Regions from separate parts of the Zea mays genome. Here region 1 is linked to region 2. Evidence: chromatin contacts called from public Hi-C data. All regions are on one chromosome and are shown on one strand. Each heading gives the region's core, a stretch centred on a gene start, on an enhancer-like site or on the middle of the called end of the contact. The rest is flanking DNA. Distances are from core to core; before and after follow the strand shown. Region 1 holds the start of LOC100501207. Region 2 holds the start of LOC100273151 (BTB/POZ domain-containing protein).

Region 1 (2,700 bases), core at 200-2,699, 85 kb after region 2:
AGGTCAGCACTGGCTCATGTTCTAGGATCATGTTGCAACTTGTAACCCCTTAATCTAGAGAACCTCTGATCGGATAACCTTTGCTAGTAAGGGTACGTGCGTCCTATATATGGTCGTGTAAAATAATGTTTTGCATTATTATTTATATAGTGTAGTTCTAAATATGAGATGAGTAAGGTGTTAGCCTAACCAATCAGGTCAATTTGCCGACTCTTGTCTCGGAGTTATTTGAGATTGTAACAATCTCGTCGCGCGGCTTCACCAGTTTATTACTCCGCAGCTGTACTTCGCTAGTTTGGTATTATGGAGCTCAAAGCCACGCCAGATTGGGACTGTTAATCTTCTGTCCTCTGTAACCTTCTATAAGCTACGGTAAAAGTCAATTTTGTCCACGACGATGCTGTAACCAATCTCTACATTCTGGAGATGGCGGACAGGGGACGACGGAAGCGAGGAAGAAGACAGCAACGAAACGAACCTGGGAAGATAGCAACGCGACGGCTGCCAGCGCCACTTGGTGTAGGACACCTCGGGGCGGCCGTTCTCGGCGCATCGGAAGCCGACGTCGAGGAACCCCACCGCCGCCGCCGCCGCCAGCCCAGACCCAGTCCCCGTCGAACAGGTCGCACTCCTCGCCGCCACTCCCCGCCGCCGCAATGGAGACCCCACCGGCCCAGAGCCTCCCGCGCGCGGCGGCCGCCGCGGCCAGCCCCGCCATCTCGGCCTTCTCCCGCCGCCCCTTGGCCGCCCGCCGCAGCAGGCACTTCACCGGCGAGCGTGGCAGCATTGCCGCCGCCTACCTGGTGCCTCAGCGCGCGGGGCTGGCCGCGCGTATCTCCCAACCGAGCTCCTGCTTCCAGCCGTGGTCCTCAGCGCGCGGGGCTCCCTCCTCGGCCTCTGCTCCTCCCGCGCCCGGTTCCCATCGCCGCTCTCTTCCCCAGCCGCGCCCTGCCCTCTGTTCTGCTCTGCTCGCCGCGCCCTGAACCTTGCTCCAGCTCGCCGGCTGGATCTCCCTAGTGTCGCGCCCCTGCTCATCTTCCTCGCGCGCGCCTCCTCCCCATGGCCGGCAGCAGGCAGGCAGGTCCTAGCAGACTGCTTGCGTCTTGGCTTACCGCTCTCGAGGGTGATCTCCTGCTCGTCACGGTTGCAGCGGCTGCGAGACGGCGGCGCGCGCTCTGTTTTCTTGGTCTCTCGCGCGGCAAGAGAGTACTCCGGCCAGGGAAAGATTAGTACGAAGGGGTACACAACCTGCATCAAGAGCAACAAAACAGACGTTAACGGAGCGCGGGAGATTAACTGTCCCAATCTAGCGTGACTTTGAGCTCTATAATAACAAACTGGCGAAGTACAGCTGCGGAGTAATAAACGGGTGAAGCCGCGCGACTAGAATGTTACAAACTCAAATAACTCCTGGCCTCGTGTCTGCTGTTTTGATCTGCTCTTGGGAAACGAGTACATGGCATTAGAAAATTAAAGCTGCAGCTAGCTGCATTATACGTGCTCGAGGGAATCAAAAGTTGAGCCTCTCCCATCTCAATCAAATCTATAGGGGAGTAGCTCTTGCTCTTGGCTTCGCTCGCTAACAATCAGTGAACTGAACACCTTCCGCCTCCCGGTCTCCTCCCTGCCCGGTGCTGAAGAACCCTGCCGTAAGTCTACTAGCTCGAGTTTGTTTGTTTGGGTCATCTTCTTTTCTTCTCTCTTAATCTCTTTAAATTAATATCTAAAAAATGGCAGTGAGATTTGTTTGTTCTTGCGGTGTTGTTTTTCCCCCCAAATCTGTTGGTCTTATTTTCCGCTCTCCCACAATCGCTTTTCCTTAGATCCCCGGAACTGGATCGATCTGCCGCCAACTCTGAAAATCCATCCGATCCATCTCTGTCGTCCAAGTCTACTCCCCGATGGACATTATTTACCAGGACAGCAGTTGTCTTGCCCTAGAGCAGGCGCTACATGATGAAGGCGTGGGACCAATCGACCTACCTTTCATGCTTCTCAGGGCCATCACAAAAGATTTCTCTGATACTCAACTAATTGGCAGGGGTGGGTTCGGAGAGGTTTACAAGGTATGCATGTATGTTATTGGCAATTAACTTTGGCCTTGCATTGCATTCTACTTCCTCTGTTTTTTATTTGTCACATTTTCAGTTTAAAAATGAACTAGCGAGCGACAAATATTCGAGTACAGAGCAGTACTATGTTAGCTAGCAATTATAAGATGTTGTCAACAGGGAGTGCTTCCAAATGGGATGGTCGTCGCCGTGAAGAAGCTTCTTGACAAGATCGATGTCCTAGAGGCGAATTTCCAAAGCGAGGTTGCTTGTCTCATAGAGGTCAAGCACAGGAACATAGTCCGATGTCTAGGGTACTCATCCGAGACGCAACATGTGAGGGCACCCTACGAAGGAAGATTTGTCTGGGCAGACCTGCGCCAAAGGTTGTTTTGCTTCGAATACCTAAGCAAAGGGAGCCTTGCCGATTATCTGACCGGTAACATCGATCAGTCGCCACAAACATCTCATCTTTTACATATAGCAAATGTTTTGAGCACTACTATATATACATTTTCCTGGCTTGTGTCGGTGTTAAGGTTTGCATCGTTCTGTTGTGCCAGTGACTATATTTGTAGATTTTCATTATTTTTGAATTTTTCAAAGTACCTCAAATCGAGAAGATACCTAAACCAATTTTTTTTTATTC
Region 2 (2,700 bases), core at 95-2,594:
AATGATCAGCCATGATGCGCCCTTGCGGCGTTACGTACCTTGTCAACGCCTCAGCCTACGTACTCATCAGCAAGCCAGCCAGCCAGCCAGCCGTGCTCTTGCTCTCTGGCGGTGGTGCCTGTGCCTGTGCCTGTGTGTGTGGCAAAGCTAAAAAAAGCGCCACCCTCGGTCTACAAGGCCGGATACAGAATTTTATTAGCTAGGTCTAGAGTAGCACAAACTCTTGTTATAAAAAAAAGAAAAGAAGCTGTGTCATCTCTTTATGTCATTGAATAGGTCTAGTAGATAAAAAAAACATGTTTCGTAATAATTGGTCAATGCTGCGTGTTTTGACAAGCACTGTGCATGCTTATTTTTACAACGGGAAAATCTTCCTAAACTTCGCCAAGTAAAGAAAGAAAGAAAGAAAGGAGGAGGAGGTACCACGAGTAGAAGCCGTGTACTTGGACGGACTTGGCCAGCAAAGCGAGCGGCAAGCTGGGTGGGGCAGCAGAAGTGACCGCCCGCCAAAGCGGTAAAAGCGAAAGGAGCACGGGGAAAGGAGGAGAGGTAGTCGAGCACGACGCCCACTCTCACTCTGACTGATGACTCTCTCGGGACGGCGCACGCAGGGCAGGCCGGCAGGGCAACATGCTCCTCCTCCGGCATCATTCCATTCCATTTCCCTCTCTCTTCACCGACCGACAGCGACAGGCAGCCTTCCCCTTCCTCCCGCGGTCCCGCCCCCATGACACGTCTCCACTCCAGTCCATCCTACTGTGCACTTATTCCATTCGGTTCCGTTCCGTTCAATCAAGCAGCAGCCAGCAGCTGACTGTCTGTCTGTGAGCCATTGCCATTCCAAGGCACCACCAGGCATACTGACAGTGGAGCAGGCGGTGTCCCCTAGTCACCCGGCGATTCCTCTTCCCTTCCTCCCCCCACCGTCGTCGAGTCCGAGTCGCTTTTCTCTCTCTCTCTCTCTCTCTCTTGGGTTTCTCTCTGTCTGTCTGTCTCTGACACTCACTCACTCTCTCTCTGGCCCAGGCCGCGCTCAGCTAATCTCGTTCCTAATCCCCCCCGCGTCAAGATCAAGACATAACACAACACAACACAACAGACGATGCTCTGTCGCTGTCTGCACTCTCTATCGTCTTCCTTCCGTCCGCTCCCCTCCCAGCAGGCCAGCAGGCTCCCAGTTTGTTTTGCCACGCGCCGACGACGACGACCAGCCGTCATTCCTTGGCCTCGTCCGTTTCCCTCCTCCAGACCAGACCAGACCTCCACCGCTGAGAGCATTTCAGAGAGAGAGAGAGAGAGAGAGAGAGAGAGAGAGAGAGGAGAGAGAGAGAGAGAGAGAGAGAAGAGGACGTACGACGAGGAGGGCAATGGGGATGGGCAGCGACGCCGCCGCGCTGTTCCCCTTCTCCACCAGCACCACCGCCACGTCGCCGCGGCTCTGCGGCGCCACCGCCGTCAGCCACAGGAGGTCAGGCCACCCCCCACCTCTCTACCTCTACCTCTACCTCCCCTCGCCGCCTTTCCATTTCCTTTGCATCGCATTGCATTGTCGACATACCTGGGCGAAAAAGCAACAGCGATAGCTTGCGGTGCCGGTGCCGGTGCCGGTGCCGGTGCGGGCGCTAGTCTTCCCTTCTCTCTAGATCTCTTCGCCATTCCGCTTCGGCACCTCTCTAGCTCTCACTCCTACGGCCCACCGATTCGGCACCGCTGTCCTGTCTAACGCTCCTGTGGGCGGGCATTGCGTTGCCCCTGTTGCTTGTGGTTCGTGCAGGATATTCTCAGACGTCGCTGAGGACGTGACGGTGTCGGTGGACGGCCAGTCGTTCCTGCTGCACAAGGTCGGTGCAACTGTTTTGCCTTTGGGAAGCAACAAGAGCTTAATGAATGAATGAATGAAATGTGCCGTTTTTTTTGTTTGTTTGCAGTTCCCTCTGGTGTCCCGGTGCGGGCGGATACGCAAGATGTTGGCGGACTCCTCCAGCTCCAACAGCAAGGACGCAGACGGCCACCAGAAGCTGGAGCTGGCGAACGTGCCGGGGGGAGCCTACGCGTTCGAGCTGGCCGCCAAGTTCTGCTACGGCACAAACTTCGAGATAACCGCGGCGAACGTGGCGCAGCTGCGGTGCGTGGCGGAGTACCTGGAGATGACGGAGGACCAGCACGCGGACAACCTGGTGGCGCGGGCGGAGGCGTACCTGGCCGAGGTGGCGCTGCGGAGCCTGGACGGGGCGCTGGAGGTGCTGCGCAGGTGCGACGACGGCGGGCCCGTGGCGGAGCAGGTCGGGCTGGTGGCCCGCTGCGTCGACGCCGTCGCCGCCAGCGCGGGCAAGGAGCAGCTGGTCTCCGGCCTGGCGGCGCACCTGGAGACGTGCGACTGCGCCGCCGCCGCGCGCTGCCGGGAGGACTGGTGGGTGGAGGACCTCTCCTTGCTCCGGATCGACCACTACCGCCGCGTCATCGCCGCGATGCGGCGGAGCGGGGTCCGGCCGGAGACCATCGGCGCGTCCGTGGCGCACTACGCGCAGACGTGGCTCAAGGGCGTGGACGTGGAGCAGCGGCGGCGCCAGCGCGCCTGCTGGGACGGATCGGGCCCGTTCGTCGGCGACGGCCAGCGGATGGTCGTCGAGACGCTCGTCGACGTGCTTGCCACGGAGAACGTCGCGGCCGTCACGCTCTCCTTCCTGTTCGGCATGCTGC

What was found. Hi-C and Micro-C count contacts between places; a contact is called where the count stands out from the background.
Region 1: a Hi-C map of ear shows a contact between it and region 2, with 2.1 times the contacts expected there. The contact joins the promoter of LOC100501207 here to the promoter of LOC100273151 in region 2. A contact is called at or near these places in 6 of 25 Hi-C or Micro-C datasets (bundle sheath, ear, endosperm and 2 more) and 2 of 3 datasets of contacts at active chromatin or transcription factors (leaf and seedling).

Annotation. Positions count from the first base shown.
Region 1 is chr10:2,813,931-2,816,630 of Zm-B73-REFERENCE-NAM-5.0, forward strand. LOC100501207 reads left to right here and starts at 1,450. Exons shown (of 8, transcript NM_001362589.1): 1 at 1,450-1,649; 2 at 1,824-2,066; 3 at 2,232-2,490. The coding sequence starts at 1,902. It also overlaps the pseudogene LOC109943066.
Region 2 is chr10:2,728,994-2,731,693 of Zm-B73-REFERENCE-NAM-5.0, forward strand. LOC100273151 (BTB/POZ domain-containing protein) reads left to right here and starts at 1,345. Exons shown (of 4, transcript NM_001310616.1): 1 at 1,345-1,468; 2 at 1,775-1,841; 3 at 1,929-2,700. The coding sequence starts at 1,368.